Linked DNA regions of Zea mays: all the other regions are linked to region 1. Evidence: chromatin contacts called from public Hi-C data. All regions are on one chromosome and are shown on one strand. The core of a region is the stretch at or near the end of the contact, and the rest is flanking DNA. Distances in the headings are between cores, read along the strand shown.

Region 1 (4,334 bases), core at 924-3,423:
ATTAAAATAAGAGAGGAGGATGAGTAAGTTGTTGGAGATAGCATTGATACTAGTTCTAGTAATGCTAGAATATTAATACCCTTTCTAACTCAAATAGTAACACGCCGCGCCCTAAACTAAATCTATAAGAGCATCTCCAACAATGCCTCAAACTAATGCCTCAAATCAAAATATAGGGCTCTACACAGTAAAAACCACTCCAACAGTGTCTCAATTCAACAAATTTTGTCAAAAAACTATAGGGCACTCTCACAAATGCCTCAAATATACTACACCGTAGTGGGCTGCCCTATAATCTAGATTTGGGGTTTTACTGTTGGAGCGGGGTGTTTTGTTGGTGTCCTAAATTCTATAAAATTTACTTATTTTTAAATTATAAGGCATTTTTATAGGTCACGTTGTTGGAGATGCTCTTAAAGATATATCATCTCTTAATTTTTGTGACATGTTTTATTATTATTAACAAAAAGGTCTTTAAGCATGGATTAAACTAGCTAATTTTTGCACTATTTCTTTTTAGGGTAATTAACGAATGATCAAACACTGGGGTCCAATTGCAAACAATGCCATACTATATATGAGACCGGATGTGAACTTTGCGTTTTTTATGGAAGAAGGAAACCATGCAACTAAAATACAACTTCCCATTCTAAACTAAAATTCGATTTAGGATAATGGATAGTAAGTAATTGATATATATGTTTTGTACATATGTTTAGATTCATTATCATCTATTGAAATATAGACATAACAATTAAACCCTAAAACACATACTAATTTGGACAGGAGGGAGTAAAAAAATAGAAAAGACGATACAGATGCGAGAAGCTGGATGGACATGAACTAAAACTTAGGCAAACAGACGAGTCCTGTTCTTCCTCTTAGGCAAATGGGCGTGTCCTGTTCTTCCTCTCAGACGCCATGTCGACTTCGACACCAGGACACAGTTGGTTGCAGAGCTCCATGTAGGTCAAGTAGAGGACCCTGTCCTTGGCGCCAGTGCGGTGCTGCCTGGTGCGCGCACAGAAATGCTTCAGCTGCGCTAGGGTGCAGAGCCCCAGCATCTGGCCGAGCAACAGAAAAATCCAGTTTATCCTCCGTTCGTCATCCGCGATAACAGGACGCAGGCTGTTCTTCTGCCCGCAGTTGTCGCAGTCCGGTAGCGCCGGGTTCATCCACTCCGGCGGCGCCCGGTTATGCATGCCCTCCGCGTTGCCGACGATGAATCTGCACAGCTCCTTGAACTTGACCCTGATCTCGTAGGACACGGTCTTGCCGGCGTCGCAGCGCTTGCAGCGGACCTCGCCCTCGACGGAGGTGATGCCTCGTTCGAAGAGCTCGGCGAGCGTAGGGTGCGCGCACGCAGTCCCGGTCGCCCACGGGAACAGCGGCGCGCTCTCGCCACCGTTGGTCGGTGCAGCGTCGGCATCCGCATCATCACCAGCACCGTCGCGGCGGCGGCGACGGCCGGTGATATTGCCACGCTGTGCACGTGGAGCACTTTTGTTTTGAGGCGGTGGTGCAGACGAAGGGGAAGAAGCGCCGACCGACAACGCCGCCACAGATCCTCCTGATCGAGGAGCCCGCGTCGCGCCACTGCCACTGCCACTGGCCGCCGGAACCGTGGCAGAAGCATTGGCGTTGCCATGCACTGAGACAGGGGCGGGGGTGGGCACGGGGCTGGCAAACAGCGGCGGCAACACAGACAGCGCCGGCGCAGGCACTACCTGACCCTGGTTCGCCGCCGCCAGGGCATTGGAAGCAAGAGCGAGGAAATGGCCGTGACCACTGCCGTCGCCGGGCACAGCCGAGGAATCAAGGCCCAGCGCGAATGCCGGAGCGCTACCAGCAGGTGCCGCGGTGGAGGCGGCAACGACAGACGGCACGGCTGACGCGTCCAGCGGCGCCGCGGGTAACAACGCGCGCGCCACCGCCGAGAAGCCACCGCCGTCGGCCAGAGACGACGGCATGTTGTAAAAGGAGCCGAGCGACAGGTCGAGGAAGCCGTCGCCCTCCTCGACGCTCCTCCGCCTGATCAGCCCCGACGAGCGACCGCCATCGCCGGGCACCAGCGAGTAGCCAGACTTGTCTGACATCCTACACAGTCGCGAGTTTGTTCAGGCCGCGGTCTCGGCGTCTAACATCGGGTCTAACATCGAATGGTTGCAGATTTTTATGGGCCGGGCCGGACCGCCGGACGCGACTCCTGTACCTTCGTCCTTCCGACTTCCGAGGACTATAATTGCACGGGTTCTTGAGATTAGCGGTCATGCATGCATGGTATTCGGGAGAGAGAGTGAGCGGTAGTTGCGCGGTTCAGAGGGAGAGAGACGCGGAGACAGTGGGAAATTGGTTTCCCAAGGGAACGGGGATTTGCTGTTCCCACGGCGTACTCCAGCCAGTGTTCATGTTCCCATTTGTAACCTTCGGGGTCTTTTACTTCGTCTCTTTCCGTCATATAAAATAAAAGTAGTCGGTTAACTATGCGTTGTGACGGCTCAGACCAATACCGACATAAACTATTTACTAAAAATATCTCAAGATTTTTTATTTACTGTCTCCGCTCTCAGTATAATATTTTTTTATTTGACTAACCGATGTTATTGTTTCCTGCATCCAATATATCTTGGTACCACACACCCAATGAAGGGAGCGATTAGATGAGAGTTCGCAACGATTGACTAAACGATTAAAAAATATAAAATGACATAATTTTACCATCCTGTCGGTACCCTGAATCAGGAGTACCCCTACTACAGTATAAAAACGTTGTGCTCGTACGACATCCCCTAGCCGCACGGTGAACAGCACCCGACCCTGCCACGTGGCGAGAAAAGATGATGCATCCCAGGATGTATCATTTGGACCGGACCTCCACGAAGGAACACCGGACTCCTGTACGCACAAACCGGACCCCCGATTACGGCCCGGGACCCCAAGAAAGCATGTCGGGCCCCTTGGATGGGCCCCAGATCCCTCCGAGTAAGGTCCGGGCCACAACGAGGTCCCGAGACAGGGGAGACTCTGGCATAAGCAAGGGTCCGGTGCTGACACGTGTTTAGGCCTTATCCGGTGCGCTTGCCGCTCAAGCGGAGACCCGCTGCTGCCGTGTGGCTTGTAGCCCGTGACATAAGCCAGCAGGCGGAGCCTGACGTAAGGCCTCTAAAGCCGCGTGGCCTCTGCATTTATTGCGGAGAGGACGCGCCGCGTGCCCACCTTGCTGACAGGCGATGTGCCCACTCAGCATTTAATGCGTCATGTCCACTCCGCTGGCAGGCGGCGCCAGGGCCATCCTATAGACGGCGCACCCGTCCAGTCCATTATCAAACAGTGCGCCCGTGCCGCACGATGCACTGTGCTCATCATCCCTTATACGAGAAGCTTCCTCTGCACGCCGATACTACGCAGATCTCGGATGTCAGGGCGCAAGAAGATTGCTCCAATAGCAAACAAGTACTACATCCGATATGTTCCTAGGCCCACATGTCGGGGCTCAGTACCTTTGTGCATGCCCCCCTTAGCTATAAAAGGAGAGGCATGCAACATTACAACACAAGTTTGGACACAGACTGAGACCCAACTTAGACTCTCAACTCTTAAGCTTCCACAGCAATCCAACACACAGTGGAGTAGGGTATTACGCTCTGGCGGCCCGAACCACTATAAACTCTCGCGTGTTCATGTGCTCGGTGATTGCTTAGCCGGACAGGCAAAACGCTTAAGCCCCTTCCTCATCTTAGGATTAAGGGCGGGTGCACTCCGCCACCCGGACGGAGAATTCCCTCTCCGACATTTAGCGCGCCAGGTAGGGGGCTAGGCATTAGGTTTTTGCTTGTTTCCTCGCTCAGCATGATGGTGCAAATCGTGGAGCACCGCGCCGAGGCTTCAACAGATTTCCTGGTGGAGGAAGAAGTTGTTTCTTCCACGCCACAGGTTCCCAACCGCCTAGTGCCGGGCCCTGCTGCTGTGCACGCTACACGGCAGCATACAACTGCGTAGACATCCCGGACTCCGTTGAGGGCGGCTCCGGGAGCATTGTCAGCAGCCAGGGAGTTGTTGTGTCACCCTCCAAGCTCCACGGCCTCACCGGGGGCCATGAAGCAGTGGCGGGACGACGTCGACCGGCTGCTCGGCATGGCACATTCTACCTCGACCAGGTCGAGGCCACGGTCATCCCGGCGCCAACATGAGGCGTCGGCGTTTGTGCGCTCGCCCTCAATAAGGGGCACACAGACCAACGACCTCCGGGCCGAGCTCAACCGCAGGTGTGCGGGAGAGGACGCCCGGGTCTCTTTAGAGAGGGCGCGCGAGCGCCGACAAAACGTTGAGGGTCG
Region 2 (4,334 bases), core at 615-3,114, 310 kb before region 1:
TTCTTCTGTCCGAAGGTCTGAACCAGCGTAGCACGCTGAAGCAAGGGAAGGATTCCCCGTCCGATTGCTTTTTCTTCCTGATACAGTGGAAGTGTTTATTACAGAAAAATCAGATATTGAAACAGATAGTAAGAGTAGTCAATTGGAAGCTGAGTAAGTGGTTATTTCCTATAGGTGGTTAGTGAATGATGAATATGGACATATCTATAAGTAAACTAAAATCCGGGGCATGTTTATTCTAGAAGGGGCAAAGAACATATTGAGCCTGAAAACAAATTAAGTTAAGAGTAGTTGATTCATATTGATACAATCATCTTGATACCCCTATCGCCCCCATGATTACTGCCAGAATCAGATATGATCCAGCTGTTTCGACGCTACACACTACTAAACTATAATTGATAAATGCTAAACATCTAATCTTCGTTACTTCAAGGATACATAAATGCATGTAACCGCTACTTAATCTACTAGCATCGTACCTGATAATGAAAGCAAGCACCAAAGTCATGGGGCGTGACAAAGAAATGATCAGCGCCCTCTGATCTATTCCAGTAAGGCCAATTCGTAGCAATCAGCTGGATCGCGCTGCGCATCATTCGAGGAGACTTGAAAGGCAAGGGAAGACCCTTGGGGGTGAGATCGCATGTCGTGTATACGGGCGTGTAGAACCAATCTGCTTCCTCAGGATTAAAAGTTCGGACAGCACTCGACAACAGGAACCTGTGCATGAAGATCTCGGCGGCAAACATGTGGTTCAGGCACCTAGGATCCTTCTTCAGCAGCTTCTTGTTGTATTTGCTGGGGAGATCATAGACAAAGACCTTGAGCCTCCCAACAGGGTTATCTTCTAACACATCACCAGCGCTTCCTGCATTTTGTTGGCCACGGCATTAGGGCTAGCATAAAAGTGGGGAAAAGAATATACCTAGCTAAGAAAACCCTGAAGCAACGGTCCGCTAGCTAAGCAATCTGCATGTCTCAAACGAATTGTGTGCCTATGTTAAACTGAATGAATGATGGTTATCATCATGTACTATCGAATGCTCCACTGAGTACGATCCTGTTTGTCAAGCTTGATGGGTTACTTGGCACTACAGAGTGCATCAGTTGGTCAACGACAAAAAATTGAAGCGTGTATGTCAGCAGGAGCAGGATGTTCGGATAAAAAAGGTGTTTTTAACCAGATCAAATAACTATGAAAAGGACACCGAAGGATCAACCTGCATTCTGGTTATCTGTAACCCAGTAGCATATGGATTCAGGGTTCAGAGGCCAAACAGCTCAAGCTGTCATACTAACTTCTTGCTTTGCCAATTCACTAGAGAAAACGTATGTACTAGGAGCAAAAAGAACACTAGAGAATACGAGTAGCTCGATCCCTACAAACTGACAAGAACGTGCTCATCTAGATCAGAAGCAAGATGGAAAGGAACACAAGCATAGAGGGGTCGCGCCGCCGCCGCGTACCTTCGATCCGCTCGGTCTCCTGCGCCGTGACGGCAGCGATGCTGGAGCAGGCGAGAAGCATGGCGAGCGCCAGGGCCATCGCCGGCGCGCTCCCCTTCTCCATCGGTCCTCGCCCGCGCCGCCGCGTTCCCTCCCCGCCACTTGATGCTCGGGTGGTCAAGGGAACGGGGAGAGGGATCGAGAGGACGGAGGGGAAGTAGTAGGAAGCTAGTGGGTTCCTCGGCAGGCAAGGAGGAGAGGGATCCCCGGAGTCAAAAGGAACGGCAGGGACGTGTTGCTGTGCGCCGCGTGCTTTCTCGCTGTCGGCGGAAGAGGGCAGGGGCTCTGGGGGAGGAAGAAGAGATCCCACTCACAGGCAAGCCAAAGGGAAGCCTTTTCCCCCCATCCCACCAAGCTGTTAGCTGTGTTTGGTGGTGGGGGTGCTCCGGAGAAGGTGAGCGGTGGCTTTCCTAGGCTTTTCCCTTCTTCCTCTGAAAAATTCCAACAAACACACGCACATCCTCAGGAAGAAGAGGGAACCCGCGTAGAGATGGCAATGGGTACCCGCGACCCGATACCCGATGGGTATTTACTCCATTAGGGTATGTATGTGGGCTAAATATTCTACCCGTGGGTCTGTTATTGGGCAAAAATCTTCACCCAATGGGTAAACGGGTATTAGAACGTTCCACCTTCACCCATACCCGTTAACCCGTGGGTATAAAATACCCAATATAAACTTAGCTCAAGCATGAACTTAGACTTTAGTCATCCATCTTTTTTACTATTTAATAATCTTTTAGGTCATTATGTCATAGAAGGCTTAACGACAATTTAATGACCAGGTAATGGAACATGTAATTCACCCAATGTGTGTTGAATGGATGGTTAAATGATGCTAGAAATTTTGTAATGGTATTTAGATGGATATACTTGATATTTGTATAATATAATATTTTGATAGATGTTTAATTTTTGTGGGTACGGGTGACCCGATGGGTGACCCATACCCACGTGGGTATGGGTATGGGGGTAAATCCATACCCACCAGTGTATATGGGTGACCCGGTGGGGTTATTTTTTTGTCGTGGGTATGAGTATGGGGTAGTAATACCCGGTGGGTATTTACCCATTGCCATCTCTAAACCCGCGCTGTCTATCTGATTGTCCCCGTTTTCCGGCTGCCTTTTCCCTACTAATCAATTATTTTTAACTTTAACCACATTTATATAAAAATATTAATATCTATGATACATAATTAGTATCATTAGGTCCTTGAATCTATTTTTAGTAAAATTATTCGAAAATACAAATGTTGCTAATAAATTCAATAAATCTAGTCAATTTTAATAAAGTTTGGGTGACACGAATATCATAGCGACAAACATTTGTGAACGAATGGAGTACTATTAAAGTCATATCTAACAGATTCTCTATTTTATCACCTATTTTAAACTTTATTCTATAAATAGTATTGTCGGGGACCATAATTAGGGACCCTCAATACTCCTAATTCTCAGCTGGTAACCCCCATCAGCATAAAGCTGCAAAGGCCTGATGGGTGCGATTAAGTTAGGGATCAGTCCATTCGAGGGACTCGATCGCGTCTCGCCCGAGCCTAGCCTCGGACAAGGGCAGCCGAACCCGGAAGATCTCCGTCTCGCCCGAGGCCCCCCTCCAGCGGCGAACATATTTCCGGCTCGCCCGAGGCCCTGTCTTCGCCAAGAAGCAACCCTGACTAAATCGCCGCACCGACCGACCGAATCGCAGGAGCATTTAATGCAAAGGTGGCCTGACACCTTTATCCTGACGCGCGCCCCTCAGCCAACAGAGCCGAAGTGACCGCCGTCACTTCGCCGCTCCACTGACCGGTCTGACAGAAAGACAACGTCGCCTGCGCCGCTCCGACTGCGGTGCCACTTGACAGAGTGAGGCTGACATGCAGTCAGGCCTAGCCGGAGGCACCATAGGAAGCTCCGCTTCGTCCGGCCCAGGGCTCGGACTCGGGCTAAGTCCCAGAAGACGGCGAACTCCGCTCCGCCCGACCCAGGGCTCGGACTCGGGCTAAGTCCCGGAAGACGGCGAACTCCACTCCGCCCGACCCAAGGCTCGGACTCGGGCTAAGTCCCGGAAGACGGCGAACTCCGCTCCGCCCGACCCAGGGCTCGAACTCGGGCTAAGTCCCGGAAGACGGCGAACTCCGCTCCGCCCGACCCAGGGCTCGGACTCGGGCTAAGTCCCGGAAGACGGCGAACTCCGTTCCGCCCGACCCAGGGCCCGGACTTGGGCTCAGCCCCAGAAGACGACGAACTCCGCTCCGCCCGACCCAGGGCTCGGACTTGGGCTCAGCCCCAGAAGACGACGAACTCCGCTTCGCCCGACCCCAGGGCTCGGACTCCGCCCTGGCCTCAGCCGACGGCCTCCGCCTCGCCCGACCCAGGGGTTCGGACTCGACCTCGGCCACGGAAGACAGACTCAACCTCGGCTTCGGAGGAGCTTCCACATCGCCCAACCTAGGGCGCAGACTAGCCTCGTCAACAAGAGGCGCCATCATCACCCCACCCCAAGCTGACTCGAGCCACAGGGAACAAGACCGGCGTCCCATCTGGCTCGCTCCACCAGATAGGCAATGATGGCGCCCCGCATACTCTGTGACGACGGCGGCTCTCAGCCCCCTTATGGAAGCAAGAGGACGTCAGCAAGGACTCAACAGCTCCGACAGCTGTCCCTCCGCCAGGCTCCAGCGCTCCTCCGACGGCCACGACATCACACCAAGCTGGGTGCCAAAATCTCTCCAGCTACCACAACAGCATGTACTTAGGGCGCTAGCTCTCCCCCGCTAGACACGTAGCACTCTGCTACACCCCCCATTGTACACCTGGATC
Region 3 (4,334 bases), core at 721-3,220, 280 kb after region 1:
AAATGCCGCCATTCCATGTGGTGTACAGTACAAGATTCCATGATAAGCCATCACTTGTACAGTACAAGATGCCTACCATTCCTTGTTCCTCGGGGGAAACAGTCCATGACACAGTTCAGTTCGTATCCAAAACCGAGTAGGCACTGGGTTCTCACTAGACCATCATCACTTGTGTCTTATCTCTCTTCACACAATGCTGATGAACACCCTGACAACCACCGAACCGCATCCAGAAAGAGTTTAGCACGATTACAACCATAGATAGATTGATGGCTGCTTGAAACCTAGTGCTAGCTAGTAAATCCAAGCAATGATTGGGTAAAACCGAAACCAGTAATAGGCAGTGGTCAAGCTGGTGTTAGATTCCCCTCCGGTCATCCTGTCTTCATTCAGCGACGCGCAATTATCACAAGTTCACAACGGAAGGCTGACGCGGAATTTCCAGACGACGGACGACAAACAGCTAATCATAAATCATGGTCATGGGCAGGAGACATCACTGGAACCATTTGTTTTTTTTCTTCAGCTTTGGTTACATGGTAGAAGAAGGGGTCCACATCCCAACACCGTTTCATTGGTCGACGCGAGAAGGCGTCTGTTCGTACGATCGGAGTGCCTGATGACACCCATAGGGATGAAAACCGACGGAAAACTTCTCTCCCGTTTTCATATCCGGAATAGTTGGAAACGGAAACGTGAGCGAGATAAACGAAATTGAGAAAACGAACAAAAACAGAAATACTAACAAAAACTTATAATTTAATATAAATAAAAAATAAAAATGATATTGATGTTTGACTAGTATTTGATTAGAAGAACAATAACATAAAACAAATAGATATAGAGACGCAACATTCTATTGTTGTTTGATTGCTAATGGTGTACATTTAGTTACATCCGATATTGTTTAAGACTTTAAACCATTTGTCATTGAAAAGAGCCGATGATTACAATGGCCACTGGTGTTATAATTTGTCACCTAAAGACACGAGACTTTAGTTTATATACTATGCATATTAGGCTCGTCCCATATTTATCAAATACAGAATAAATACGGATAAAATCCGGATAAAAACAGGATCCCGCAAAAACGGACGGAATAAACTCTCTTCCGTTTCTGTCCCGTTTTCATATTTTTTAATATACAAAAACGGTCGAATCAAATATAGAAAACGGTACAGATCGGGACGAGATTTTATCTGTCCGTTCTGACACAGAGGCATGAGGCCATAGAATACGTTTTTTTCCACATGAGACACTTCACTTCTTTGGATTCGTCCGTGTATTTCTTTGGAGCATACACTGAAACTATCGTGTACACGTATGGTTTTTGATAATCACGACAATCAGAGAACTGATCTTTGTTCTACGCGTTGTGAATAAAAGATAGATCTAAGTCCACACCTGAATGTTTAGCGAGTTGGTCTATCATGAAAAGAATAATGATAGCCATAGGTGACCATGTGCTTAACATGCAAGAAGAAAAAAAGTAAATGTTTAAAATGGATGTATAATAAGCTAATATATTTTGTCTTACCAATCAGATTGATTTGTTATTTGAATGTTTGATGTTATGAACTAAAATTTAGTCAGGAACAAACAGCCATCAGCGTTGAATGCCATGCCATAAAGGGAAAAACATTTTATGTTAGTTCAAAGGAGTTTTTTTTTAATGCGAATAGGCGTCGGGCGTCGCCTTCCTCAAGCCTCGAACCTTCCGCTCGTAAACCGCCCTCGAGCGGTCGAGCGGTCGAGCCGCACCCGCTCTCGTACTCGTAGGCAAGGCAACTTCGCAAAACGGCAAAAAGGCAGCCACGCCTTGTTCATTTTTATTTTTTTAATCTCCTCCCGTCGGCGAAATTTTACACGCCAGCAAAACCGCCCTGAGGATGAAATAGAAAAAACCCCAAACAAGCCCTAACGCGTCCCCCGGAACCAGAACAAGTCCAGTCTGTCCAGAAATACATTAGAAAAAAGAGCCAAAGAGGAGAACACCGGCCGGCGAGGTGGACGAAGCGGCCCGCCGAGGAAATGGCGTCGATGCAGAGCTGGCGCAAGGCCTACGGCGCCATCAAGGACACCACCACCGTTAGCATCGCCAATCTCAACTCCGACTTCAAGGTGTGCCTTCGATCCGGTATCTTTCCCCCCGATTTTCCCGGATTTTTTCCGACCTATGTTTGGGCAGTTCCTTCAAACCCTAGTCTCCAGTGGTGTGCTGCGGCGCGGGAGCATGCTCGGATCTGCTGGTTTTGATTGGCGTCTACTCGCTTTTGTAGGATCTGGATGTGGCGATCGTGAAGGCGACTAACCACGTGGAGTGCCCGCCTAAGGAGCGACACCTGCGCAGTGCGTTGATTTGTTCTTATACCCCGTGTTTCCGCGTATCTAGGCTTCGGCCTAATTTAGTGTTTTTCTATTGGGGGCGGGCGGAATTAGATCGTGCCTATAAGTGGCGAGGGGAGGCTCTGAAGGGGGGAGGGAAGGGCGTGCGTGCTTTTGGGTTCGTGCAGTGTTTAATGATGGTTGATTGTTGCGTGGTGGTATCACAGGGGTTGTTGCAGCGACGTCCATCACCAGGCCTCGGGCAGATGTCGCCTACTGCATCCACGCGCTTGCCCGCCGTCTTGCCAAGACCCGCAACTGGATCGTAAGTTCTATGCCTGAATGCTATTTTTCCTTGTTGGTGCTTAGTCTTGAGATTTAGTTGTTTTTGGATGTAATTTTAATTGGACATTCTCTTTGCGAACATTCTGCACACAATCATGCATCGTATTAAGGAGATTTGGGTTATACTCTGGATGATATATTTCCCTGATGGGATATGGAATATCTGTTTGAGTTGATTGTAAGCATGAACGAAGCCTTGATTCAAATAGAATGCAGAGCATTGGGTGAGTAAGTGTGAACAATTGACTTGATTCAAATGACATTACAACACACAGTATGCTGCTTGTTAATTGCGTCCAGCCAGAAGATTGATAAGGCTAGCAAGAAGGGATTTGACAGTGCTGTCATTTAGGTGCTTGAACATTATGGATTCACAGAAACAAGTGTGTCTTTTATGGCGCTTCCCCCCTCTCTCAATGGCTATCTGTATTTTATATTGGAGGAGATGAGAATTTGGGGCCTTGGCTTGGAGGTCGAAAGCTTCAGGAATTGTCATAGGTCAGGGGCTAGGACTAACCTGATTAGTGCAGGCTAGGGTCATTCTTCGGATTTTTCTTTCAGGTGTTTGTGGTTCTTCTAGTGCTATATAAGGCGTCCCCTGCTTACTCTCCGGTGAGATATGAGGGTTGTGTTGTATGGGATGTTCTTTCTTTCTCTTACCTCTAATTAAAAGATGCACAGATCTCCTGCGTGTTCTAGAGAAAGAATCTTACTTATGGTTGATACCCTAGGCAAGTTAATACTATTTACGATTTGAGATGAAAATATGTGACTTCAAATGTAATATGTTTTTATCAAAGATTTACAACTGGATAGCAGAAGTTGCAATGCGTTGTTTTGTTTGGAAATATAGAGTTTCAGTGTATGCTAGATTAGTAGATTGGCTGTTTATAGTTTTCTGAATCATGTTAAATAAATGGGGTTTTGAAGGAAGTTTAAAGTTGCATTCTTTTTTGCATTGAAACTTTTTGGATCTAGCTTATATGATGTTTCTGATAATTGTTTGAAAATGATTGGTTCTCTTTTGGTAGTAACTAGTATTTCCATTCAAGGTTCTTCATGAATGATTAGCAAAGCTAAATGTTGCAGTTACGAGAAAAAAATTAAAATTGTTCTCTGATTTCATATGCTGGTAATTAATTTCATATATATCCTTTTTGTCACATGCAGGTTGCTCTAAAAGCACTTGTAGTGATCCATAGACTTCTTCGCGAGGGTGATCCTACATTTCGAGAAGAGCTTCTCAACTTTACACAGAGGGGACGGATCCTGCAACTTTCAAACTTTAAGGATGACTCCAGTCCAATTGGTTAGAATTTCTAGCTTGGTAGAAATTTTGCCCTTACCCTGCTTATCGCCTCATGATTTCCTTGTTTTTGATACCGGGTTATGTGCAGCTTGGGATTGTTCTGCCTGGGTGCGCACATATGGTTTGTATTTGGAGGAAAGGTTGGAATGCTTCAGAGTTCTGAAATATGATGTCGAAGCTGAGCGCTTGTCCAAACAAGGTCAAGGTCCTGAAAAGGTCTGAAACATTGCATCTCAGTTTGGTACTTCAAGCTTGCAAATGATTAGTTTTGAGGATTGCAACTGTGTTTAATTCCGGTACTAATTCCAGTTTACTAATTAATTCGTTAACTAACTCTCTTTTTGCCCTCAGGGTC

The links. A called contact is a pair of places that touch in the nucleus more often than the background predicts.
Region 2: a contact with region 1 is called in a Hi-C map of ear, with 2.5 times the contacts expected there. The contact joins the promoter of LOC100284371 here to the enhancer-like site in region 1. A contact is called at or near these places in 2 of 25 Hi-C or Micro-C datasets (ear and tassel).
Region 3: a contact with region 1 is called in a Hi-C map of ear, with 2.0 times the contacts expected there. The contact joins the promoter of LOC100279280 here to the enhancer-like site in region 1. A contact is called at or near these places in 3 of 25 Hi-C or Micro-C datasets (ear, leaf and tassel).

Annotation. Positions count from the first base shown.
Region 1 is chr8:65,608,585-65,612,918 of Zm-B73-REFERENCE-NAM-5.0, reverse strand. No RefSeq gene overlaps it. Among protein-coding and RNA genes, the nearest start is that of LOC109941549, 120 kb to the right of the region's middle. Within about 2 kb of position 2,173, at least 6 of the 20 cell types and tissues checked have an H3K27ac peak or open chromatin away from gene starts, as enhancers often do. A contact at or near this core is called in ear and tassel, where this site is marked.
Region 2 is chr8:65,922,861-65,927,194 of Zm-B73-REFERENCE-NAM-5.0, reverse strand. It overlaps LOC100284371, which reads right to left and starts at 1,864. Exons shown (of 4, transcript NM_001157266.1): 1 at 1,471-1,864; 2 at 483-871; 3 at 1-77. The coding sequence starts at 1,573.
Region 3 is chr8:65,327,469-65,331,802 of Zm-B73-REFERENCE-NAM-5.0, reverse strand. LOC100279280 reads left to right here and starts at 1,970. Exons shown (of 15, transcript NM_001152301.1): 1 at 1,970-2,121; 2 at 2,280-2,349; 3 at 2,553-2,650; 4 at 3,841-3,979; 5 at 4,068-4,195; 6 at 4,331-4,334. The coding sequence starts at 2,032.